3 separate regions of the Mus musculus genome follow, and all the other regions are linked to region 3. A link is a contact called in public HiChIP or PLAC-seq and Micro-C data. All regions are on one chromosome and are shown on one strand. Each heading gives the region's core, a stretch centred on a gene start, on an enhancer-like site or on the middle of the called end of the contact. The rest is flanking DNA. Distances are from core to core; before and after follow the strand shown. Region 1 has its middle 11 kb from the start of Gm25402. Region 2 has its middle 15 kb from the start of Gm52860. Region 3 overlaps 4930599N23Rik (RIKEN cDNA 4930599N23 gene).

What was found. A called contact is a pair of places that touch in the nucleus more often than the background predicts. HiChIP or PLAC-seq counts read pairs in DNA pulled down with a chosen protein or histone mark.
Region 1: an H3K27ac HiChIP or PLAC-seq map of embryonic stem cells shows a contact between it and region 3, with 10 read pairs. The contact joins two enhancer-like sites. A contact is called at or near these places in 4 of 39 promoter capture datasets (the 3T3-L1 cell line, cranial neural crest, hippocampal neurons and 1 more), 2 of 115 datasets of contacts at active chromatin or transcription factors (both in embryonic stem cells) and 1 of 9 other capture datasets (liver).
Region 2: a Micro-C map of embryonic stem cells shows a contact between it and region 3, with 2.9 times the contacts expected there. The contact joins two enhancer-like sites. A contact is called at or near these places in 1 of 484 Hi-C or Micro-C datasets (embryonic stem cells) and 1 of 115 datasets of contacts at active chromatin or transcription factors (embryonic stem cells).

The regions. Positions count from the first base shown.
Region 1 is chr6:39,431,481-39,435,845 of GRCm38.p6, reverse strand. No RefSeq gene overlaps it. Among named protein-coding and RNA genes, the nearest start is that of Gm25402, 11 kb to the right of the region's middle. Within about 2 kb of position 1,300, at least 40 of the 459 cell types and tissues checked have an H3K27ac peak or open chromatin away from gene starts, as enhancers often do. A contact at or near this core is called in embryonic stem cells, where this site is marked.
Region 2 is chr6:39,453,237-39,457,789 of GRCm38.p6, reverse strand. No RefSeq gene overlaps it. Among named protein-coding and RNA genes, the nearest start is that of Gm52860, 15 kb to the left of the region's middle. Within about 2 kb of position 2,924, at least 23 of the 459 cell types and tissues checked have an H3K27ac peak or open chromatin away from gene starts, as enhancers often do. A contact at or near this core is called in embryonic stem cells, where this site is marked.
Region 3 is chr6:39,129,654-39,134,277 of GRCm38.p6, reverse strand. The region is part of intron 1 of 4930599N23Rik (RIKEN cDNA 4930599N23 gene); the gene reads right to left. Among named protein-coding and RNA genes, the nearest start is that of 4930599N23Rik, 13 kb to the right of the region's middle. Within about 2 kb of position 2,632, at least 7 of the 459 cell types and tissues checked have an H3K27ac peak or open chromatin away from gene starts, as enhancers often do. A contact at or near this core is called in embryonic stem cells, where this site is marked.

The DNA.
Region 1 (4,365 bases), core at 51-2,550, 300 kb before region 3:
ACTGCCCAAGAGAGCTCACCTCTCCTTTTGATAAATGAGATTATACACTAGCACCTTGCCTGTGACTGTTGTCTCCAAAGGTAAAACCAGGAGTTTCTAAGGAGTTGTAGGTGTATAGCCAGGAAGGGCTAAGAGCCTTAAGCAGGCGTTATTTGTGCTGCTATGCTTGCTTCTCTGCTGGCGAAAGGCTTCAGACTCTGGTTGAAGGCCACCCCCTGTGTGACACATCTTTACTTTTCATGCCCTCATAATTTTCCTGTCTTTTTTGTTCTGTCTCAGAGCTAAGCAAAAATTGAGGGCAGAGATGGAAAAAAAAAATTCCCCATAACCCCTGACCCCATACTGGTTGACTCTCAAGCCTTTGGGAATAGGCCTGCTGCCTCAGCAAGTAACCCCACAATACAGGACCAAAGTTCTCCCACAGCTGTTAGAGACCCTGCTCTTCTTTGAAAAGCATCTTTTCATTGCAAGCAGCTGTCAGCATCCTGCTGAGTCCCTGAACTCACCAACAGAGGGGTTTCAATGTGTTCTGCTCACATGAATGCCGGCAGCATCTCTCAGACACACAGTGGAGTTTATTGCCACACTTGGGAGGGCAGATGGTGCCTCCACACAAAAGACCAGGGTCACAACACAGCCCCAGCTTTTCAAAGAAGCAGGAATGTTTTTGTCCTTTTTTTTTTTTTTTCCTTCCTCCAATTCATACCCATCCTCCCTTGATCCTGTGTGGTGTCTACATAAAGTGTCAACTCTACTTTAGGGCGATGAGAAACTAGTTTATTCTAGCCAGGCAAGGTGGTACAGTTTTATAGAATTGCTGACCACTAGAGTGTGGTGGAACTGACAGCAGCAGGTGCATGCAGCCAGACTCCTAATGTCACAGTGGCAACCTAGATGGTCAGGTTGCAAGCAGGACTGGCTTGTAACCTTGGACAGCTCATCCCTAATGCCCTTCTTCCAGTTAGGCCTCAATTTTATTGGCTCTACAACCTCCTGGAGACCAACAGATCAAACACATGATGAGCTTGTTGGGGGTGGGGAGGGAGGGGAACATTTCACAGTCAAACCTTAATAGCAAGTGAACCCTGTTGGTTGGTTGGTATTGTTGTTAAGACAGAGTTTCCTCTGTAGCTATGGCTGACCTAGAACTCTGTAGACCAGACTGGCCTCAAACTCAGAGATCTCTGCCTCCCAAGGTCTGGGAACAAACACACGCAGCCACCACATCCTAGTATGGAACTCTATTTTATTATCACCAATTAAGCTTTACAGTTGGTGAAGGTAGGGTGTGTCAAGCCTCCAAGAGTTTTATCTAAAAGTCAAAAGCTGTAGCTCGAAGTCAAAGGTTGATAGTTAATGGCCTCTTAAAGAGATAGAGCTCAAGATAAATTTATCTGTGCAGCCTAAAGAGAGCATTCCATCTTTCCACAATCTCATTGTTATGCTTAGCCAAGGCAAGGAGTTTACTGTCTAAAGAAGATGGCTTATGCAGAGAATTCCCCTCAGCTAGAGCTTGGGAAACAACCTGGGAGCTTTCACACTGTTCCAGAAATGAAAGCCAGGATGCCAGGCCAGAGGGACAAGAGAAAGGCATGACAAAGGGACTGGGACATAGAACTGGAAATAGAAATGCTAAGTGAGGAGTGTGTGTGTGTGTATGTGTGTGTTGTTAGGGATGACTCAAGCCCTCTACCAAAGTATGTAATGAATCTACCATTGAGCTACACCCAGATGGGACTCCCCAAATCCAGAAATCCAGATAACCCTATGGTAGTATGGGACTTCAAGTTAGACAGACTTCCTGATAGGCAGACAGATAGGGAGAGGAGCCCTGACTGGGTAACAAAGGTGTTGACCTTCCAAGATGGCAGTCTTCTTCACCCTTCAGACCTGAGACAGAAGCCTGGTAGCCTAAAACAAAGGACTTGTAGGCTTTTTCTCTTGAGGATGGATTGGCTCACCAAGTTCAAGGCCAGGTCAGAACATGTTACCTAACAGTTGTGGACTGATCACCCACCAAACTTAAATTAGAGAAGGAAGACTTTTCAAAGACAAACAAAAAACAAAACAAACAAAACAAAACAAAAACCCCCAGAGCCCTCTAGGGGAGCCTGGATTTTTCAGGTGTAGTGTCTTACTCTATGCGTGCTTGCTGTGGGAGTGTATGCATTTTCTCGCCTATGATTAAAGCCTTTCTTCAGTGGCCCGTTCTGTTGGGTGGTCAGGATGTTCCCTGCTGCCTTTTAATTCTTTTCCTGGCAGAGAAGATAAACAGGAAGGAGAGCCCTAGACTGGAACAGGAGGACCATTTTCTCAATCTTTCTGCGTATGGGTGTTTTTCCAGTGTGCGTGTCTATGTGTCCAGTGTGTGCAGTGACCACAGAGGGTGGAAGAGAGCATCAGATCTCCCGGGACTAGACTTACAGACAGTTGTGAGCTGCCACATGAGTGCTGGGAATTGAAGCCAGGTCCTCTGGAACAGCAGCCATTGTTCTTAACCGATGAGCCATCTCTCCAGCACCAGAGGGTGACTTTGAACTTCTGATCTTCCTGCCTCCTTTCCCTAAGTGCTGGTGTTACAGGCATTTGCTACCATGTTTATGCAGTATTAGGAATCAATCCTGAGATTTCATGCATAGTGAGTAAGCTGTACTCCCCACCTCCAGCCCCCTCTTATTTTTTAAATATTAAAATAACTGTGATGTGTTCTAAAGCTGTCTCAAAATATCCTGAATCAAGGAATTCTTGGGGAAAGTAGTTTTCCATATAGGAAAAACAAAACAAAACAAAACACAACAACCGAATCTCTATTTCTTACATAGAATGTCAATGGATGGTGCTGGAGACAAGGCTCTGCATTTAAAAGCACTGTTATGAATTATAATGAGGTAAAGGGGTACCTGGTAGGCCCATGCCAAGGCGTGCCCCTGAGTAATTGGTCCTCCATGTTGTTCTTGCACTTAGTCCTCTCTTTCTCTACCCCCTCCCCAATTTGGTTCTTAGGAGAAGGTCCCCTCGAGACCCTTGAATAACTGGACCTGCTGGACGGGTCAAGTTTGAGGCCAGCCTGGTCTACAAAGTGAGTTCCAGGACAGCCAGGGATACAAAGAGAAACCCTGTCTTGAAAAACAAACAAACAAACAAAAAAAGAAAAGAAAAAAAAAAAAAGTCATGCTACTGATCTGTGAAAGGAGGGGAGTGAGGACCCAAGAAAGGGCAGAGGCAGACAAGTGAGCCATGATGTGGAGAGAAAGGGAGAGGACCTAGAGAAGGGGTAGAGGCAGATGAGTGGACATGTAGACAGGCAGACAGGCAGGGGCAGAGCCATGAGGGCTGGGGAGAGGGTGGAGAAAGGCAAGGGAGGCATGGGAGGTGGGGATAGACCTGGGGTGGCAGACCATCCTTTTATGTGCACCTGGCAGGTAATTTAATGACATACACTAAGGTTCCCAAGAGCAGGCCAGCAGAATGCCTGTATGCTAACACTTAATACTCCCCCCCTGCCCCGCCCCCCCCCCCCCCCGACAGGGGTTCTCTGTGTAGCCTTGGCTGCCCTGGAACTCACTCTATAGACCAAGCTGGCTTCAAACTCACAGAGATATTCACCTGCCTCTGCCTTAAAGGTGTGCACCACCATCGACTAGAGACACTACTCTTACAGAGGGCCCAAGTTCAATTCCTTGCACCCATGTGGAGCAACGATCTCGCTGGCTCATCTCTGAACTTGTGATCATCCTGCTTCCAAAACCCAGACTGCTGGTACTTACAGGGATGTTCCACCATGCACAGTTTTTTGTTTTTTGTTTTTGTTTTGTTTTTATTTGGTTTTTCGAGACAGGGTTTCTCTGTGTATCCCTGGCTGTCCTGGAACTCACTCTTTAGACCAGGCTGGCCTCTGAACTCAGAAATCTGCCTGCCTCTGCCTCCGGAGTGCTGGGATTAAAGGCGTGCACCACCACCCGGCTTCATGCACAGTTTTTATGGCATTCTGAGGATTGAGCCAACCTTCCTGTATGGTATAAGTAAGTACTGTATCTACTCTATCGCCACAGAGCTGTATCCTCAAGCCCCTGCCTCTTCTGAACCAAGTCACAGCTTTGCTGATGGTCTGGAGTAAGAGACACTTGAGAGCCCTTGGGTTCCTTTAGAATATAGTTTGATAGGGAAACGTGAAGCTATAGAGAGTGGTAGTAAAACAGCAGAAAATTTGACATTCCAAGCAAAGTTGGATATGAACACATCCTATGATCCAATAATTCTACTTCTAACTGTACACCCAGAGGAAGACATGCATGCAGGCAAGTGCCATGGCACACATTTTGTTTTGTTTTTTTCTTTTCTTTTCTTTTTTTTTCTTTTCTTTCT
Region 2 (4,553 bases), core at 1,675-4,174, 320 kb before region 3:
GCTGTTTGTCACCCAAGGACGGGTAAGGGGCATGGCTGCGGGGGGCTATCTACAGACATTCTCTCTGCCAAAAAAGAAAAAAGGGGGAATTGTGGGGAGCGGGTGTGGCGGCAGTCCTAAAGGCGCCAGGGACTGCAGCTAAGTCATATGACTTGCACCTGACTTCCTCATATAAGACACAAACATCTTGAGTGCTGCGCAGGTGTACCAGGATACAGGTGAATCCAATTTGGTGGAGATTTGCCCCTGCTGCCCTGATTAGCTGAAGCTGCGTGCCTGGTGAGGTGGCGTGGCCTGCTGTGCATGGATGGGAACTGAGAGTATAAAAGAGTGAGAGGCCCAGGGTTCGGGGGAGATATAAAAACAAGGGAAGATATAAAAACAAGGGAGATATAAAAACAAGGGAGATATAAAAACAAGGGAGATATAAAAACAAGGGAGATATAAAAACAAGGGAGATATATGGAGAAAGAAGAAACAGGACTGAATAAATGTGTGCAGAAGGATCCTGTAGCAGCGTCGTTCTTCCTGGCCTGTTGAGCGTGCACAACAAGTGTGGCGCCTCGAGAGAATGCTCAGGGAGCAAAGGGCCAGTGCCAGGCCTGATGCCCAAGTTCAACCCTCAGGCTACACAGGAGAAAGAGAAAACTGACACATTGTCCTGGGACTTCCATAGCACACACGTGTGCGTGTGCACACTCATACATACACACACACACTATTCAAATAAAAAGTACACATACGTACACATGCACACATTTTAAAACAAAACATGGCCTGGAGAGATGGGTCAGTGATTAAAAGCACTGAATGCTCTTCCAGAGGTCCTGAGTTCAATTCCCAGCAACCAGATTAGCTCGTAACCATCTGTAATAGGATCCAGTGCCCTCTTCTGGTGTGTCTGAAGACAGCAACAGTGTAGGAACATACGTAAAATAAATAAAATCTTAAAAATAAATAAATAAACCATGAAAAAGCCACAAAATGGAGAGATGGCTCAGTGATGAAGCACTGCTCTTGTGGTAGACAACAGCTCAGCTACTGTTGTCTAAACAGGGTGTTCACAATTGCCTGTAACTCCAGCTCCAGGGGTTTGATGCTGTCTTCTGGCATCCAAGGGGACCTGCGTGCACATGGGCATGCACACCACTCACACACACACACTACATACATGTGCCACACGCATTTTTTTAAATGTTTGAAAAAAGAGCAGGAAAACATTATACAACCATGAAAGCAATAGATGAGTGTCATTCTCTCTCAAAGGGAGGGGCCTCTTTGTTGCTGGAAACAGCTTTTTCCTTCACCCAGGTACCTTAACAGCATGCTAAGCAAGACCTTTACCACAGATCCTGCAAAGGAAACCACACAAAGAAATTTCCAGAGGCTTGGTGAGGGTGAAGCCAGAGCTAAGGAGTTCCAGAGGCTGAGAGATGTGGTAAATTCTCCTTCCCTCTTGTCTTGGTTTCCCTGAGCCCTGGGACAGTACAGGCTAATCCTGTATGCTCCCGGCCTTGCATTTTCCACCCGTTTCCTTGTTCGATTGCAATGAAAGTCCCAGAACATAAACTTAGCCGTTTTTAAAGTAAAGAATTCGGGGGCATGCAGTATACTCACGGTATGCAATTACAACCTCTCTTGCATTAATAAACTTCCTTTTCCTAAACCAGAATGCACATCCATTTGGCAGTGGTCCCTTCTAGGCAGACTTTGGTGGTAGGTGGGGCTATTTCAGGTCTGACCAGAGGCAAGAACAGGAAACAGCAAAACAAGGCAGGTGAACAGGCTATTACTACCCACACCTGTCGAAGCCAATTAACTGTGCTCCATGACTCTCTATTGACCACACCTTAACCCCACCCAGGCCCTAGGTGGAGTTCAGTTGCCAGCTTCTGGCTACAATTAGGTAGCCTGGTACCAGCTTCCCTAACAAGGACAAGGTCTGTGTCCCTTACCTGCCCACCCTTTTCCTAACGGACACACGGACACACACAATTCTACAACCAAACATCACAGGCACAGTCCCTTCCCAGCAGGACTAATTCCTGTACTCCCTGGGCAGAGTAGAGGCTACATTGTTCTAGAGAACAGAGATTTACTGCAGATTCGCACAGAGCTAGACTTGGGCTCTGGCTAAATGACAGTCGTAAAACTACTTGAGCAAGGGTCTGTGGGTGCAGCAGGACCGTGTTCACAGGCCAGCAGAGCAGTAGGGTTTGGCCACCGTGTAAGCAGGATGGCCCCTGCCCACCCTGTTCCTCAAGTTTCTCTTGGAGCCCTGGAGCCTGGACTGAGGCTCTTCTCCACACTATTATCTCTGTGCCTCAGCAACCTATGGGAAAACTCCAAGCAGGGCCAGAGATGGCATAGCAGGACCAGCCTGTAAGGTGGGGCCAGCCTGTGTTAATGAGACTCGTGAAGAAGCTGGTAAATTTCCTAGTGATAACAAATTCAAGAGAGTAGAAAGGAAGAGGCAGTTTCGCTTCGTTGTTGGACTTCCTGTGGGTTATTCCATTTTGTTTTGAGACAGCCCCCTCCCTAACTGTCCTGGAACTCACTGTATGTCAGGCCGCTCTCAAACTCTCAGAGATCTGCCTGCCTCTGCCCCATGACTGCTGGGATTATAAGCATATGTCATGCCCACCTTGATGTAGGCATAATATTACTGTGCTCTGTGTAATTCAGGTGTTGATTTCTGTGTTCCCTTACCTGGTTGTAATCCTTATTCTGAGACTCTCCTGTCTCGAGGTTCTGTAAACACGGCTCCCCAGCCTTTCCCTGATTAGTCAATAAAGAAGCTGATCAGCTAATGAATGAGCAAGGGAAAGCATAAACCTGGGCTTCCTCCCAGCCCTGGGAGGTTGAGGGGGTAAAAGAGAGAGGAAAAGGAGATTAGCCTTGGGGAGAGACTTCCGGAGACACCTTGAGAAAACAGCTGGAGCACAGAAAGCCATAAAATGCAAGTATGTCAGGATTTTAGCTGGGAGGTAGCCAGATTAGCACAGAGGATTAATGGAGTAATTCTGCCCAGTTGTTGTGCCCTTCAAGCTTGATAAATACATAGTCAGTTCTCAATGATCTGGGTGCTAGCTGGGTCAAGAGGAAAGCTGACACATTTGTAAAACAATGTGGCTAACACCTTGAATTCGTTTTTAATCCATACAGCTTTGCAGAAAGGGATGCCAGTGTCCAGAAAAGGCAAAAATGGCCAGCATTGTGACTTGACAGAAAACAATGTTTAAATCCTTTTTTTAAAAAGATGTAGGGGGGCTGGTGAGATGGCTCAGGGGTAAGAGCACTGACTGTTCTTCCAAAGGTCCTGAGTTCAAATCCCAGCAACCACATGGTGGCTCACAACCATCCGTAACAAGATCTGACTCCCTCTTCTGGTGTGTCTGAAGACAGCTACAGTGTACTTACATATAATAATAAATAAATCTTTAAAAAAAAAATAAAATAAAAAAAAATAATAAAAAAAAAAATAAAAAGATGTATTAAAAAAAAAAAAAAAAGCCGGGCGGTGGTGGTGCATGTCTTTAATCCTAGCACTTGGGAGGCAGAGACAGGCAGATTTCTGAGTTCGAGGCCAGCCTGGTCTACAAAGTGAGTTCCAGGACAGCCAGGACTACAGAGAAACCCTGTCTCGAAAAACCAAAAAGAAAAAAAAAAAAAAAAGAAAAGATTTATTTATTATTTATAAGTACACTATAGCTGTTTTTCAGATGCCCCAGAAGAGGGCATCTGATCTCATTACAGATGGTTGTGAGCCACCATGTGGTTGCTGCGATTTGAACTCAGGACACTGAGCCATCTCTCCAGCCCATCTTAAATCCTTAAATGGGGAAAAACTCTTACCCTCTTCTTCTACAAGCTGGGATCCGCATCCCGAATTCTCCCATTGACAAGGACGCAAAGCTTCATCCAATGAACTGTTTGGGACTTGGACCTGCCTTCCCAGTCCCATGCCATTCTGGGCTCAGTCACTTAGAAGACCGCCTGTACCTTACTAACTCTCAGAATTCTTCTTTTTTTTTTTTTTTTTATAAGTACACTGTAGCTGTCTTCAGATGCACCAGAAGAGGGCATCAGATCTCATTATGGATGATTGTGAGCCACCATGTGGTTGCTGGGATTTAAACTCAAGACCTTTGGAAGAGCAGTAGGTGCTCTTAACCACAGAGCCATCTCTCCAGCCCCAGCTCTCAGAATTCTGAGACAAGCAGGTGCTAGCCCCTAGCTAAGGGAGGGAGAGGTCATATTGAAAGTAGACCATAACTATTTCCTACACTGGGCAACATGGGGACCCAAAGCCTATAACAGCCTGGCAAGAGATATCGTCTAGAGCAGAGGCTGTCAACCTTCCTAGTACCGTGAACCTTTAACACAGTCCCACATGTTATAGTGACCCCCAACCATAAGATTACTTTAATTGGGCTGGTGAGATGGCTCAGTGGTTAAGAGCGCCAACTGCTCTTCCAAAGGTCCTGAGTTCAAATCCCAGCAACCACATGGTGGCTCACAACCATCCGTAACGAAATCTGATGCCCTCTTCT
Region 3 (4,624 bases), core at 1,383-3,882:
ATTCAAATCACCCTCAGTAACAAAGTCTTCCATATTCCTACTAGAATAACCCATTAAGTCCCATTTAAAGCATTCCACTGTTTGCCAAATCCAAAGTCCCCAAGTCCACAACCTTTCAAATAAAAACATGGTCAGGCCTATCACAGCAATACCCCAGTCCCTGGTACTAACTTCTGTCTTAGGATTTTACTGTTGTGAACAGATACCATGACCATGGCAACTCTAATAATGGACAACATTTAAATGGGGCTAGCTTACAGGTTCAAAGGTTCAGTCTATTATCAAAGTAGGAGCATGATAATATCCAGGCCGGCATGGTGCAGGAGGAGTTGAGAGTTCTCTTATTCACCTGAAGGCTACTAGCAGAATACTGGCTTTTAGGCAGCTAGGATGAGGGTCTTAAAGCCCACACCCACAATGACACCCATTCCAACAAGGCCACGCCTATAATGCTACACCTTCTAATAGTGCCTCCTGGGGCAAGCATATACAAACCATCACACCAAGGTACAGAGAAGGTATCATGTTCAAGTTCACTTACTATTAAGTAGAACTCAGGGCTGGGGAGATGGCTCAATGGAAGGAACTGGGTTAGGATTCCTAGCATCCATAATAAATACCACAAGTTGGGATATAGAGACTGGATCCCTGGGGCACACTGGCTAGCTATACTTACAAAATCAGTGAGTTTGTTTTCACAAAAGACTTTGCCTCAACATACAAGGTGGGAAGTGATTAAGGAATATCCAGTGTGAACCCCTACACATGCCTGCACACACATATACATTTGTGTATACATACATCTAAACTTAAGGTTTGAACAAAATGTTTGTCCAACTCCTTTCTTCTGAGTTGTTTTTATTCTGTATTTTGAATTATGAAGGAGTTGTTAGATGGTACTTGATGTAGAAATGGTTTGTGTTTGAAACATTTTTGTGTAGAGTAATAGAATTTCTTGTTGAAGATTTGTTTTGTGCCTCTTTTATACTAGTATTCTCAGGACTGATCTCACCTGCGGTACAGGTAGGCTGTAAGCTGGCAATGGATGCGTAGCACTATTGTAAAGACATGAGCCCAGTAAGTACTTCCAAAGTTGAGAACTAGAGGATGAAGAGGCTTTGCCTGATGCATCTCTCCACCAGAAAGCCCATGCCCTGGTGGCTGATGTGACAGCCTCTCCTACATGGAAGCCTGCTTCTCTATTTTCTGTTTCTCAGCTCCAAGAGTGGGTCATTCCACATAAGGAAGGAAGAGACCAAAGGTGCATTATTTTGGGGCTCTGGGGGTTCTGCTTGTGGCTCAATAATAAAGACCTTTGGCCTTTTTGACGGGACAGTATTTAGCTAGTTTCTAACATAACTCAACTTCCCTGCCATTGCGTCCTTCTGCATGGCTCCCTCCCTCAGCTCGGCCTAGTCCATGCTTCTGTCCCTCTGTCTGACCCCTGCCCTTCTGCCTCACCTCCAGCCACCTGCTTTTTTTATACAGAAGCTACACATCTCACTCCTGCAGTTGCCCTTGGCTATGTGACCTTCCCCAAGGCTGCTTGCCTTTCTTTTTGGGCAGGTAGGTAGCAACAAGATTTACATATCCTGCTAGGCTTTCCGCAGTTGGCCCAGCAATTAACAATAGAGAAAGAACGCAGGGACACACTTTTTCAAAACTAGTAAATTCACCATTTGTGGGTTGTCCCACAGCCTATCTCAATGCTGGACTGCCTTGCCACTTAACTCCTGTAACTTCTGAGCTCCCATTGTCTAGACTATTTCCAATTTGTCCCCAAAATATCTCTTACAGGATGGGGGCCGAGGGGAGCTGTGCATGTGAGTGCAGTGCTCATGGAGGCTAGACTAGGGCATAAGATCCTATGTAAGCTGGCGCTGCCGTTGTGATATGCCTGATATGGGAGCTGAGAATCAAACTGCAGTCCTCTTCAAGAAAAGAACACTTAAGCACAGAGACATTTCTCCAGCCTCATCTTTACGGTTTTTTTTACAAGTGCTAATCCTGGTGTGTTGTAACTTCAAGCTCATTTGCTGTCCTGGAACTTATTCTGTAGATTAGACTGGTTGGGAACTCACAGCTCCATCTGCCTCTGCCTCCTGAATGGAGAGATTAACACCCAGGCATGCACCACCACTGCCCAGGCAGAAAAAAAATATTCCTATAAATAATAATATATCTAAATTCCAAAGCATTTTTTGTTTGTTTTTTGCAGTGGTGGTTTTAAAGCAAATTGCAAATGATTTATAATAGTAAAAAAAATAGTATTTAACTGACTTATTCTAGAAGTTCCCTACTGTTGTTCCTTGCACACTTTGTACTATTTCACCTGTTGTAAGCTGCCTGTGGCCACACTAGCTGAGTTCCTGAGTGGGAGGCCGGAGCTGTATGGAAGGAAATGGTGAGAGAATGGAGGCCAAGACATGTTTCTGTTCAAGGCCCCCAAGTCTGTGCTTATAAAGGGGGGGGAGGCCCATCCCCTGCCAATCCATTCTTGATGTCTTGTTGCCAGCCTGCTGCCGGATGCTTTCTCCAGAATATTTCAAGGGCCTCTCAGCAGGTAGCAGTGTCCTGGAGAAGAGCAGCAGCAGGTGACAGAACAATAGAGCCTTCTAAGTCGAAGGCTCCACCCCAGGTAGTCTCATACTCAGTGGCCTCGAGGTCAAAGTTAGCCTACTCAAGGCTGGGGGAGGCTACAACCTGTCACACAAGACATCCTGGAATTCAGTGGCCCAATCGCTTAGCAAGACCTCCAGTTTGAGTTTTCCTAGCCAATTTCAAATACATAAATTTTACTGTTAACCCTTTGGCATTAGTCCAGTCTCTGCCTCTTCTGCACAGCCCCTGAGAGACTGATAAAGACCAGCATCTAGTCTGAGGCCAGAAGCCTAGCTCTTACTGAATATTCTGAATTATCCCAAACCTCCCAAGGTCTTGCACCTTCGCATACTTTTTGAACACTGGGATAAGGTGAAAGTAAGCTGGACTTATTTGAGACTATCCTTTTGACCTTGTGAGAGTTTTCATTCTAATTGTAGAATCCAGGGCTAAGAGCACAGATTAAGGCCAGGGTTAAATATTAGTTCTGTTACTTCTATCTGGCCTTGGGTAAGTTATATTTCTTTGGGGGCCTCAGTTTGTTCTTCAGTGACATGTCTCAATCTCACACATACATGCATTAATATCACTATGGAATCAACTTCCTCGAACACCTCATTGGGCTATGGTTTATCTGGGATACAGATGTTTGTCTTATGTCTTCTCCTGAGCTGACCTAACCTTTGGCAGCTGTTTCCTGATGCTTCAATTGCTGGAATAATAAAGTGTACCAGTTGTTAACAGTGGCTGGTTATCTCATGAGTGGTAACCATTTATCACATACTTACATCAGATCTTCACCTGGATTCTTATGAGGCCACTATGCCCTGCCTTGGAAGAGGTTTCACAGGGGAGAGTGATGAGGTGAGAAGGGCCACACTGCCTTTAGGTTCATCACCTAAGCTCTCCCCTATCGCCATACACAAAGCTAAGCACACCAACAGGTGTTAACAAAAGGTTTTGGCACTGAAAGAATGAGATAAACTTTAGTTTTTCCATTCAATAAGATGATTCCTCACAGGTCAAGGGAAAATAAACCATTTCAGAAATATTCCATTCTCTAGTCTTGCTTCTATTTCAGGACCTCTCTGCTGGCATTTCTCTTCAGCCTAGTATCTGTGGAGGTTCCTTGAAGATGCACATGGCAAGTTGAATAGTTACAGAATTTAATAATGAACTATGATATAAAAAAGGGATGCTACCATCCTGGAGATGGTAGGGGAAAAAAGAGGGGCTATCACTGCTAGAGAAGAAAGGAGTTACCAAATTCACAGGCACTTTAGCTTCCAGCATGGTATGACTACACAGAATGTCAACAATAGGTTGGCCCTTCTCACTCTTTGAACCTCCATTAGTACTTTTCCAGGCATATTATTTGGAAGCTGGACATTCAGTGACAATAGATGAGTGTCCTTAAAAGCACAGAACAGGCTCTAGGAGAATAGAAATGACCCATGGAGCCACACTGAAATTATTCAGCATAAACCTGTACTCTTTAAAAATCTCCATGATAACCTTGGAAAATTAATTAGTTTTTGTACAGAGACAATTTCACCCCAAGATACATACTTCAATAGTGTGTAGCAATTCCCAAATCGAAGTCACTTAGTTAAAAAAATAGCAACATTGGAGATGTGGGCTAGGGGGTACCAGTAGTTCTGTCCAACCTGTAAACAAGAGGAAGGTCTGATATTGCAAAGACTGGCTTTCTCAGTTCTTGTTAATGCGAGGCCAACATAAAAATGTAACCTTTCACTTCTGGTTTCCATCTGTGCCCTGGAGCCGTCCCTGTCCCACAGCTCTCTGTACCGGAATCCCTCTGAGAGAGAGCTGGTCTCCCAGAAGTGCTGACACACCTGAGAGCACAGGTGATACCACCACTTCTGCTCAAATTCCTGGCCCAAGAGGGACCTGCCCAAAGCCATCAGGACACAGGGACCAAGGAACAGCAGGGGACAGGATCCTTCCAGTTTCCATCTGTGGCCCGGAGCTGATCCTGTACCACAGCTCTCCATACCCAAAT